2 separate regions of the Anser cygnoides genome follow, and region 1 is linked to region 2. A link is a contact called in public Hi-C data. All regions are on one chromosome and are shown on one strand. The core of a region is the stretch at or near the end of the contact, and the rest is flanking DNA. Distances in the headings are between cores, read along the strand shown.

Evidence for each region. Hi-C and Micro-C count contacts between places; a contact is called where the count stands out from the background.
Region 1: a Hi-C map of liver shows a contact between it and region 2, with 1.8 times the contacts expected there. The contact joins the promoter of SNRPD1 here to the promoter of TOPBP1 in region 2. A contact is called at or near these places in 2 of 7 Hi-C or Micro-C datasets (both in liver).

The regions. Positions count from the first base shown.
Region 1 is chr2:46,803,865-46,809,702 of Taihu_goose_T2T_genome, forward strand. SNRPD1 (small nuclear ribonucleoprotein D1 polypeptide) reads right to left here and starts at 1,535. Exons shown (of 4, transcript XM_048053029.2): 1 at 1,380-1,535; 2 at 1,103-1,179. The coding sequence starts at 1,393. It overlaps SACM1L (SAC1 like phosphatidylinositide phosphatase), which reads right to left. Exons shown (of 20, transcript XM_066991997.1): 17 at 5,457-5,550; 18 at 5,275-5,367; 19 at 4,556-4,613; 20 at 1,721-3,771. The coding sequence ends at 3,635.
Region 2 is chr2:46,607,079-46,612,722 of Taihu_goose_T2T_genome, forward strand. TOPBP1 (DNA topoisomerase II binding protein 1) reads right to left here and starts at 3,912. Exons shown (of 28, transcript XM_048053012.2): 1 at 3,785-3,912; 2 at 3,582-3,669; 3 at 2,582-2,716; 4 at 1,862-2,005; 5 at 885-1,066; 6 at 563-756. The coding sequence starts at 3,873.

The DNA of each region.
Region 1 (5,838 bases), core at 285-2,784, 190 kb after region 2:
TGAGAATGAAATCATCACCTACAAAGGCTCTCCCCGATGCTTTCAGTTCAGTGATACAAAAAGGAGCTCCTTCATTTTAGGGATCAGCACAGACACTAAGCGCTTCCCCAGATACTAATTCTCACAAACTTATTTTGTGACAGACCTTTGGCAACAGCAGGATGCCATGTTCTTGACACCAGGATTCCTTTTTGCCCTTAATCCCTATGCTATGTCTTCAAACCAGTTTCACGAAACCAATGCAAGTATATACAAAGATGCATATCCATGCAAATTCACCACAAGCAGAGCAAAAACAGGCTCGAAGGAAATAACTCACTTTTAGATTAATATTGGTTACACGTGAAGTTTAACCAATTTAAGGCTGCATCAACATTTAACACTTGCTGCTTATATGTACTACTATTTTAAGAAAAAATCCCTCTGGTGGTGACTTGGGTGTAATGTTTTTATGCGACTATCGCTTGTCACAACTGCTCTAATCAAAGTCAGAAGCACTGAAGCATCTTATAAAAGTTTAGGCTGTGTATCCACCATCAGTTTTATCAGTTTTATAAGGCAGTAAAACTACCTTACCTTATCATGCTGCTAAAATTCTAAGCGAATATCATCCTTATGCCAGCTTTGCCCACAAAATGATTGGGAACAGGGTGAACTTCCTTCACCCCTGATCCTACCTGTAAACAACGCTCGGGTCAGACCGAAAGGCTCCCAGGATGACTGAATTCACTACCTCCCAGCAGCGCCTTATTGATGGAAAGCTTATCACAAGACAAACCAGCAGCGTAAGTCTGACCGTGGGTGAACTCGCCCACCCGTGTGTCAGTGTGGATCTGTGACCAACTGAAGTTTTGAAGCGTCTGTGTGTCTTGCTGCGGGGAGCTGGCAGGTCACAGCTCACCACCACCCCCCCACTTTCTGGCAGACGTCCGGGCCCTACCGCAGCGAACCCCCCTCACTCCTGCCCACCCGCATCCACCCGCGCAGGCCTCCTCCGGAGGGAGCTCAGAGCAACCAAGCCCAGCCTCGGCCACGGCTCCTGCCGATGCCCAGCACCGAGCTAACGGGCTGGGCGCTGCTGCGGGCCGCCCCCGCGCCCTACCTGTGATGGTTCCGTGCACCTGCGTCCCGTTCTTCAGCTCGATGGTCACCGTCTCGTGGCTCAGCTTCATTAGGAACCTGCCGATTAAGAACACGCCGTTAATTCCCCACCGTTACCGCATAACGCGGCGTCAGCGCGACCCTCGCGGCCGCTCCCGCCAAGCCCCACACAGAGGAGGGCGGGCGCCATGGCGGTTGGCGGCCGTTATGGCGGGCGCCATGGCGGCGGTCGGCGGGCGCCATGGCGGCCGGGCGGCCATCCGCCCCCATCCGCTCACCTGACGAGCTTCATGGCGGCGGGAGCCCGGCGCCGCGGCCGGGGGTGTTCGGGCGGGCGGCGGAGAGCAGCGGGGCGGGCTGCGGGGGGCTCCTGCCACAGGGCCGCGCCGCCAGCAAGCGGCCGCCGCCCACAGCGCCAAGGGGCGGAAGCGGCGCGGCGGAAAGGGCCGGGCCCGGGCCCGCGACTGCGCCCTGCGCATGAAATCAGGTCCTCGGACAGCGAAGCGCGCCTCGCAAAGAGCCCAGACGCAGCCCCGGCTGCCGTCCACCGAAAAACAGTCCCCAAGGAATAAGGTGGAGGCAAGGCTGACCCAAAGCACACACGGCACCAGACAGCATCTAGAAAAGTTGGGCATTTTATTGTCCTTTACGAGTACACCGTTTGTGATTCTAGAAATACAGACTGTGCAAAGCACTGAAATACAGATGCCTTCCAGCTTCAAAAAGGTATATTAGTCTGTGTCTTACGATCCATTTAATCACATTTGATCTTCATTTAATCACGTTTGGTCTTTGCCACAAGTTTTTCCACACCACAGATGCGAAGGTTCAGTTCTAGCCTGCAAGACAACCAAGTTCCAAATGGCACCTGCCTTTGAGCCATAAAAACCATTAAATAGTGAGATTATGTTTTGTACTTTGTGTCTGTTACAGAGTTCATGTTCAGAAATGTTAAGTTAGAGGATTTTCCAGTTAACCGCCAACTGGTACTTCCATTACAGCATCTAAAAGCTAACAGATACTTCGCAAGTACTAGTGTTTATGAGCAGGTTATGTTTACACAAAACCCAGAGAGGCCTCCAGAAACATTCAAGATTAAAATGAACATTAACAATTGCAAAAATCTGTACATATTTTCAGTCATAACACAGTGAAACACTGGATTATCAGTGTCTTATGTTCTAGCTTCAATGACAACTGTGCTAGTTCTAATATTCTACATATTTCTCCCTTCCCCCCATTTAAATTTTATAATCGCAATCTGAATATACAGCTGTACTTACAGGAAATATTAAACAATGCACAGCGCCTTAAGCAAGTTTCATCTCTGGTTTCAAACAAACCATATAAAATAAGTGACAAAATAGTTTAAAATTGGTCCTTGATTAGGATTACTTTTTTGTTTACAGCTTGGAAGCACTAAATTTAAAGACACACATTTATTGTTAACCAACACAAATTATAGTGTAGCTTTTTTTACTTTTTTTTTAAATGTTATATCATCATGCACAAAAAGCAAGCTGCTGCTCCCAAGTGCAACCACAGTGTTAGGCTAACACTTTCTCCTCAGATTCTTACTCCTTTTTTCGTAAATTATTTCAACATAAACAAAGTATAGAAGCAGCTGACTAGCAAAACAATATGAAGTTCACCTTTTACATTGTGACTGCTCTTAAAGTAATGGAATACTTTGGACCTTTAGCATAAGGAGGGTTCAATAAACACCGCAAAGGATTTTTACATTCTTTGATTTCATTTACATATTTAGAAAAAAATCTTTAATGTGCTAACTAATGAATCATCATCTGGAGGCTGTAGTACTGAAACAGTGCAAGACATTTGCAACTTCAGGAGCATCCAATTACACTGTCCTTTCACCCAAACAATGATTAGTAGAATATTGCATCAGTCCCAGATAACACCGGACAAAAAGCTCATTTTGGAAGAGCATTAGGATTCAACGGATCCTTTAATTTGGTGGGGACAAGAAACAACACACATATGCACAAAGGACTTGTTAACATGGACTTTATCACAGCAAATATAATCCAGCTATGAGTCTTGGAACAAGACTTTGTGTTCTTATGAAGCCTTATTTGTTCAAAGAAGCTCCGTTATTAGTGCTTCAATACCTAGGTATTTTGACATATGAGCAGCATCAGAGCTCCCCTCCTGTCAAGCCAGAGAACAAAATTCAGCTGAAATTGCACACTTGGACTGTGAGCTAAAGCAGTCCGCTTACACCCTATAACATTAAAGCCAGCTTTTTGGTGTCTGGAATCTTTGAATCATCTCAGTAAACTGAGTGGAGCCCCCTCCACAAATGCAATATTCCAAAAACCATTGCAACTAAGATTGCCGAGTCAGATCTCAGTTGAAAGCTACCACCAAAGGACACTATTTCCTCTCCCCACAAGGCTGCCAAGGAAGAATGTTCATTAGACCACAGTTTGGTGTGGAAAGCAGGTCAGTAGAGACTCCAGGTGTGGCTTGAGGAATCCTCAGTACCAAGCCGCTTTCCACACACACAAATTCAGTCCATCTTCTCTTTCTGGACCAACTTGGGTGCATCTACAAAATCCTTGCCGTTGTAAAGGATGATAGCGAAAGTTCCAAAGCTTGCACTTCCCCAGAAAAGCACATAGGCCAGTGTCTCAGTCCATGTATCACCTGTTAAGAGTCAGACACCGTAGTTTATTATTTCCAGCTATCAGAGAGAGTATCTAAATACAAAACCAAAATATTGCAAGCTCTCCCACAGATATCAAATGAAGTTAAAAGTGCTTCAAAGGAACTAGGGTCTTCTCTTACACCATTCTGTATTTCCTTACCTAGCAGTTGACTTGACAAAGTTGGATGGTCATAAACTAGCGTTCTGTTCTTAGTAGCTTAGAACTTAGAAGCTTAGAACTGTTCTGCCGTATAGTTCTTAGAGTGCTTTGACACCGCTACATAGGTCACAGAGTCAAGAACCCCACTGGCACTAACGTTAGAAAATCCAAGACAAAAGCAGAAAGCAAAGACTTCAATTCCCAGCACAAATGTAAGCTAGGGGAACATTTGTCAGGCTGAGCTTATGACTATATCTGGCTTTTCCGAATTGCCTTTGTGCCAAAAGTTAAGAGATTCTTCAGGAGATTCATCCAGGCTATAGTAAAGCTATACATCTACTCAGGTAGAACTAAATTCAGGGATTCAGGGTCAATTAATTGCCCCCAAGTGACTTCTACAAAAGTTTTAGTGTTTTTTTCTATAGTACTACAGGTTTTTCCACATTAATGGTATCGTGCTGACCCTCAGTCTCCAGAGCCTTGCTCAAACGCCTTCCAGTATAACTGAGAAGCACATTTATACTGTGTATTTTTTAAGTAACCATTTGAAGGGGGAAAAAAACCACACACAGTCCCCACACAAGCAAGCTAATTTTGGGAAATTTAGCTCAGTAGCAACTTACCAGCCATTAGCAAACAAATAATGCACATGGAGAAAGCAACCACCATGATAATAGGCAACTAGGGAAAGAAAAAAGAATAATTAAATGATATAATAGCACATATATTTCTTAAATTCCTTTAAGCTAGAACGTATTGCAAAGCTATTTACTAGCTTTACCATAAAATTGCTTCAACTGCTGATGTCAGGTACTATAAAATTTTGAAGAGTTCCAAAATTTGGTAAAGTATATTCAATATTGAGGTTCAGAATTGAAATACATCTATTGGATAAGATGCAAAGTTTTAAAAAAACACTAGCTACCAATTAAACCCCTAATGTCCCCAAGCCCCATTTTGCTACATAAAAGGTGAGGAAAAAAAAAGGTTTTCTTCATGTTACAGTCTATGCTTCTGCATGAAATATGAGAAGAGATCTTCACAAGCTTCTTCTGCAGAAGGAAACAGTCACTGATGGTGATTAGTAGAATTTCTCCCTTTCCACTGGATGAAGCAGATTTAAAAAAAGCAAGCAGCAGTTTTTTCAATACCTCAAGGACACTCCATTTTCTGTCAAGGAAACAGTCTGGGTTTAGTCCTATAAGCAGGTATCATAGAAACAGAACCATATTATAGGGACACTCCATTACTAAATAGACAATTTCCACTTTGTCTTACTGATGCAAGGGACTAAATAGGTTTCATGCGTTTCTCCAAACATGAGTAAAGTCCCCATACTCACAGCTAAGAATTTCCAATCTTTCTTAACGTGTAGAGGACTAGCAGGTTCTACTTCATCCACTGAATAATTTCCGAGAAAGAGATCAATAGCATCCTGGAAGAGAAACAGAGCAAGAGTTAAAAACACACAGCAAATTTGATATTTATCAGATACATTTTCCCACAGTTAAAAGCCTAACTTACTTGTCTAAATCCATCAGAGAAGTTATTTTTGTAGTAACGTATTAATGAGTTCCAGCCATCCATTATTAAGCCCCACTGAGTCCTCTTTCCAGTTCTGCAAGAAATTTTGAAAAACATTTGTAATAGGTGTATACATTCAGGAACAGAATTTCAGATTTACAGTCCTTTCATTGCTCAAGTGTGTACTATGCTTAATGAATACCTACACATACATAAAATAATCTAGTGCTACCTCTGCATTAATACCACACACACATTTGTAACAAAATTTATTTGAAAATAGAATTGCCCTTCTCTCCATCCCATGACACAAATGTACCTTGAATGGGCTCGTTTTCTTGTTTTTATTTCCAGATTACCTTTTTTCATTTCATACGTTAGT
Region 2 (5,644 bases), core at 2,662-5,161:
TAACACTGCTGTAACAACTGCAAAAAAAGAAGCTGTAAACTGCAGACAGCACCTGCACATACAAATACAAAGAAATCAGACATAACTGTCTTGTCTCCAAATTCTCATTCTACTAGGCTATGAAATAAGCAGCTTCTCATTCTTCTCACAACAAAACGACAAACAAGAGGGAAGGAAGGATCTTCACACAGTGTCCAGAAGGTACAAACAATAGTTAAAAATAATGAATCCACAATCTAATTTCAATCAGTGTATAAATTAAGTCCCATCCTACTCTCCCCAAAAACTTAAGTTTTTTTTTTTTTATTCTTCCCTTCCCTCTAGGATTCTCCCCTTCCCTTCCATTCAGTTCTCTCAGGGTCTCTGTTTTCTTCTTTTGTTCTCCTTTTGTATGCCTTCAGAGCGAAGCCAGTGTTCCTGTGTTACTTTTCTCATCAACACTATTCCCCTGTACAGAAGCAGTAAGACTACCACTGAAGCAGACACAGAATGTTTAAACTCTTATGCATATTTACACTACTTCAATTCAAAAAGGGAAAATAATATTTTCTCTAGGTTCTACCTTTTGGCTCTTGAACTATGAGGTGAGTACATTCATTCATCTTGAGCTGTCCCGTGTACTGCCCGCCATGTTCAGCCGTGAGGCGCTGGACTTCCTTGCGGTCCAAGCTACTTAAGCCAGTTACACAAATTGTACAGCCAAGAAATATAGGACAAGCGTAGTCTTCCATGTTAACATCGGTGTATCTCATCATGCTAAAGGAGTGAAAAGGAGAAAAAAAACATTTTTTCATCCAAGTAAAATTAATTGGTAAAAGAAAGAAGTGTGTTTCACCTTAAGAATTACCAGTCCTCAGCACAAAGTATGTTTTTGTTTGTTTTACCTTTGCTGAGATTTATCCCACAGTGTCTTAACCCAAGAGGGAAGCAGAATAGGTTTTTTCAGAGATGCAGCTACTAAGTATTTCTTGCTGCCAACTTCTCCAGCTATAAGATGAGTTACTGACACGTTGAGGTCTCTGTACACACGTCCGCCCATCATCTGCACATATTTATGAACTTCTTCCTGAGTGAGGAAAAAAAGAAATAAAGAAAATCACCAAGAAATAAAAAAAAAAGGAACTTACATCACACTCAGGTTTGCCTTAAAAACAAATTTCAGTTCTGTGTGGTTTCTCCTAACAAAAAACTCACAATGTATACGCATAAAGAAGCGATCAAAAATATCAAATATAAATTCAGTTTTACTTACATTTATGTAAGATGAATATATAATACATATCCTTAATAAAGATGTTACAATCATACCGTATCAGGAAAAAAAAATTGTACTGATGCTTGTTCTTTTAGGTAGCATAAATTAGAAAGAGATGTTGGAATAATTAAAAGAAAACATTTAAGATAAACTATGTACACCACAGCTGGCTGAATGCTTAATGTTTACCACGTAGTTTGAGAAACCAAAAATACAGCATGTTGTCTGTAGCATGCTAGCTGGAGACAAACTAGCAAGCTAAGTGACCTACCTCTTCAGCTAATAAAATTCTCCAAACATACGTTTACTCCCATGTTAGTGATGTCTTACACTTTTATATAATACTATCCATGTACATGCATAGATACACCACTGCATACATATTTGTACACTACATACTTACGGGAAGACATCCTCTTTCTCCATAGAATTATACAATTCTTTACATAAACTATACTCTACAAACTATAGAAAGACTAGACACGTATACACACAGGCACAGTTACACTTGGTATATATACTGTGACTGATGCCTTAGTAATAAGCCATCTGAAACAAATGTCACAGAAAAGTCAGCTAAACAATCCATCATGTATAACGCATTACCCTAACATCTTTTTCAAGGCTGGTACAGGATATTGTTACGTCAGCCATGGTCATGTTGTACACAGGATACTCCGCTCTTGGGACACACCGCTGGGACTGCATACAGTACAGGACCACCTGTGGTCCAACAATTCTACAGCCAAGCTGCAATGAAATAACAAGAACAGAAAATGAGGAAAATGAGCAGAAGGTACACTGGTGCAGGGAAGGTTTTCTTTGTCCCTGAATCCTGAGGGACAAAACAAGGCCCTTGCCTGTCCTCCTCTAGCATCACCAGATAGGTGACAGTTCTGCTTCACTTTCTGCTGGGGATTTTCAGTACAATCCTCTTAGGTTTTCTGGCCTTGATAAAAGCAACGAATGCTACATCTAGCATGTCACAGAATTCCAGATAGTCTGTCTTTGTCTGCTGGACAATTCCTCGCAGGTCACACAAACTCATGTTACTTAGAAGACAGAAAGAGAGAGCCAGCTCACTGACTCCAGCAGAACCAGAACGAATCATACTATTTATTTTTCCACTTGCTTCAAGATAATCCTTATCTGCTCACCTTCTTCGTCCCTAAATACAGCATGCAGTGAAGTTTTAAAGTTTTTACTGTGAATACTGAATACTACTACATTTAGTGCGAGAAGAAAGAACATGCAGAGTATAAGCATGGCCATGAGTGCTCCTAGAAAAGACATAAGCTGATATAAGCAAGTTGATGGGTAGCATACCTTTTTGAGATGATTGAAAACATCGCCTCTAAAAGGATCACAAATATAAAGGGATTTATCATTTTCTTTTATGTTGAGTGCTGTTTCTTCTTCAAGGATCTGGAGATGTTCTTCTGACTGAAATTCTTTTATAGACTGCAGGAAAACAGTTCATATAACTACATGTATTTAATTGACAAACCACAGCTAGTTAATCCTGTGGAAGCTATAAAAGCACATCTACCTGAAACAGCTCACAAAGAAGCTACCCTGGCAAGAGTATACTGGCAGAACAGGGAGCTAAAATATCAAATGGGTCCTCAACACCCCCCAACTTTCCACAATCGTCAGACTTAAACATTCAACATACAAACTTTCAGGACATGAGCTTGTCATACAGCACCTTCAGCTCCCTCCAACCTCCCAAGGTGGAAAAAACAAGAACAAAAGCACACTATTCTCATTAAGACTTTAGGAGCCTGGATGAGTGACCAGCATCCAGACCTTCCTGGTCTACATGTCACTTCACTAAATGTCTACAGGCTTTGAATCACAGAATGGCTCAGGTTGTAAAGGACCTTAATTAAAGACCACCTAACTCCAACCCCCCTGTCATAGGCAGGGATGCCACCTGCTGCACAGGGTTGGCCAAGGCCCCATCCAGCCTGGCCTTGAGCACCTCCAGGGATGGAGCATCCACAACTTCTCTGGGCAGCTTGTCCCAGTGCCTCACCACCCTTACAGTAAAGAATTTCCTCCTAATGTCTAGTCTAAATCTATCCTCTTTCAGTTTTAAGTCCATTCCCCCTTGTCCTATCATTATGTCCTATCATCACCCCCAAACGTGAATGCTCAATTTCTCATTGAAATGAGATTTAGCTGTTGTTCAAGGAGCGATCTGCCCCACAAAATTAAAGCAGCCCCGTTACAGACACAGCTTTACCTCCAGACCCACACCGCACACCTCAGCCCGCCCCGGAGCCACCTAACCGGCCCTGAGGGGGCCGCCCAGGCCACTTACCTCGAGAGCTTTCCAAAAGCACCCCGAGCTGCCGGGAGACCTGACGAACCTCACGCAGAACGGCTCCTTGCCTCCTGTCATCCTCCACCTGAGCACCAAGACCCGGTGAGACCCCCGGCTGCCCCCTCACCTCACCCCCGCACCCCTCGGACCCTCCCCTCCCCTCCCCTCCCCTCACGCCCCAGCCCCGGCCCCTCACGCACCCGCCGCCGGCGGGAAAGCGGCGGCCTCGCACTGCGCAGGCGCGGGGGAGGAGCCGGGGGGGGGGCGAGGGTCGCCCCGCTGCCGTCATGGCAGGGCGGGCGGGACGCGCGCAGCCGTGTGGGGAGTAACGGCCGCGCTAGCGCCGCCCTGGGGCGGGGTGTCCCTCCTCTCCCGTCACACAGTCACGGGATGGCCGGGGTGGGGAGGGAGCTCTGGAGATCGTCCAGTCCAACCCCAGTGCCGAGCAGGGTCACCTAGAGCACTCTGTGCAGGATGGCGTCCAGGCGGGTTTTGGATATCTCCAGAGAAGGAGACTCCACAGCCTCTCTGGGCAACCTGTGCCAGTGCTCTGTCACCATCACAGTAGAGAAGTGCCCCCTCATACCCAGCCGGCACCTCCTGTGTTTCAGTTTGTGCCTGTTGCCTCTTACCCTGTCGCTGGGCGCAACTGAAAAGAGACCGGCTCCATCCTCTCGACACCCTCCCCTCAGATATTTACATACATTAATGAGGTCTCCCCTCAGTCTTCTCTTTTCCAGGCTAAACGGGCCCAGTTTCCTCAGCCTGTCCTCATATGACAGGTGCTCCAGTCCTCTCATCATCTTTGTAGCCCTCCTCTGGACTCGCTCCAGGAGCTCCATGTCCCTCTTGCACTGAGGAGCCCAGAATTGGACACAATACTCCAGGTGTGGCAGCTGCTGCTGACACAGGAGGGGACAAGGAAGGCTGGGCCCTGAGCCCTGGTGCTCCCCACCTCCAGAACATACTCTTCCCCCCTAAACCCTTAAGTTTATTAAGGGGGTTCACTTGGAATAGGTTTGGGGTAGTGGTGTTGCCAACTTCTGATGGGGTGCATGGGGTATATCACAGCTGGCAGGGTCTGGGGGAGGCTTGGAAGTGTGATCATCCCGATCCCAGCTAAATTTCAAGCCTTCTGTAGACAGTAGAGGAGAGCCGTTTTATTTTTGTGACTTCCAGGCTATGCATAGGAAAGCAAAAGGCAGTCCTTCCACAGCAGCTGGCTGGAATCGGATACGAGCACATGCAAAACTTGTGCAGGAACTAAAACGAGCCTTGCCTCTCCCATACCATGCTATCGCACCTGCCTGACTCATTAAAAGCAGACAACACCCAATGAATCAATGGACCTCCGTTCTTCCTTGCCATTCCTGTTCTCCAAGGCTTGCTGCCGTTCGCACGCTGCCCGTAGCGGAGGTAGTCACTTTGATAGAAGATCCTCTCAGAATAATTAATATTTCGTAAGGAAAGCAGCAAAACTTTTGCTAGTGAATTTTTAAATGGCAGCATTGAACGTTACAGTTGGCCCCAAGATGGCGCTGTAGCCCTAAGAACCGAAGAGACTTGGTGTGGGCACAAGTCTCCTGTATTTACTCGAGGTTATCTCTGTGGTCGCTAGGGGCCGACATTAAACATACTAAAAACTCTTCTGTATTCTTATCTTAAAAACAGCGTTAATCTTCTAGGATCAGAGTAAGTTAATAAACAATCTGTGAAGTAGTGCTCCTCCCATGTCCCAATAAAACCAAATGTAATGTCAAACAGAATAGCATGTTTATTAATAGATTACTAGTGACAAACAGTTAAGGACGCTGAAGTTGTCCTGATGGCCCTGCATTACTTAATGATGCTGGTTCTTTGCCCACTTGTAAAACCCTGAATTTGACCCACCCCCTCTTTCAGCATTACAGCAACCTGTTTTGAAGAGGAATTTCTCTTCCTTTTTCATTCTTATGGGCTATTCTATAAAAGGGGAGGTGGGAGGGAGAAAGGATCAAGAAGCCTAACACACAAAAGTTAACCAACTTTAATGGATTGCGTAATTAAATATTGTTGCAGCC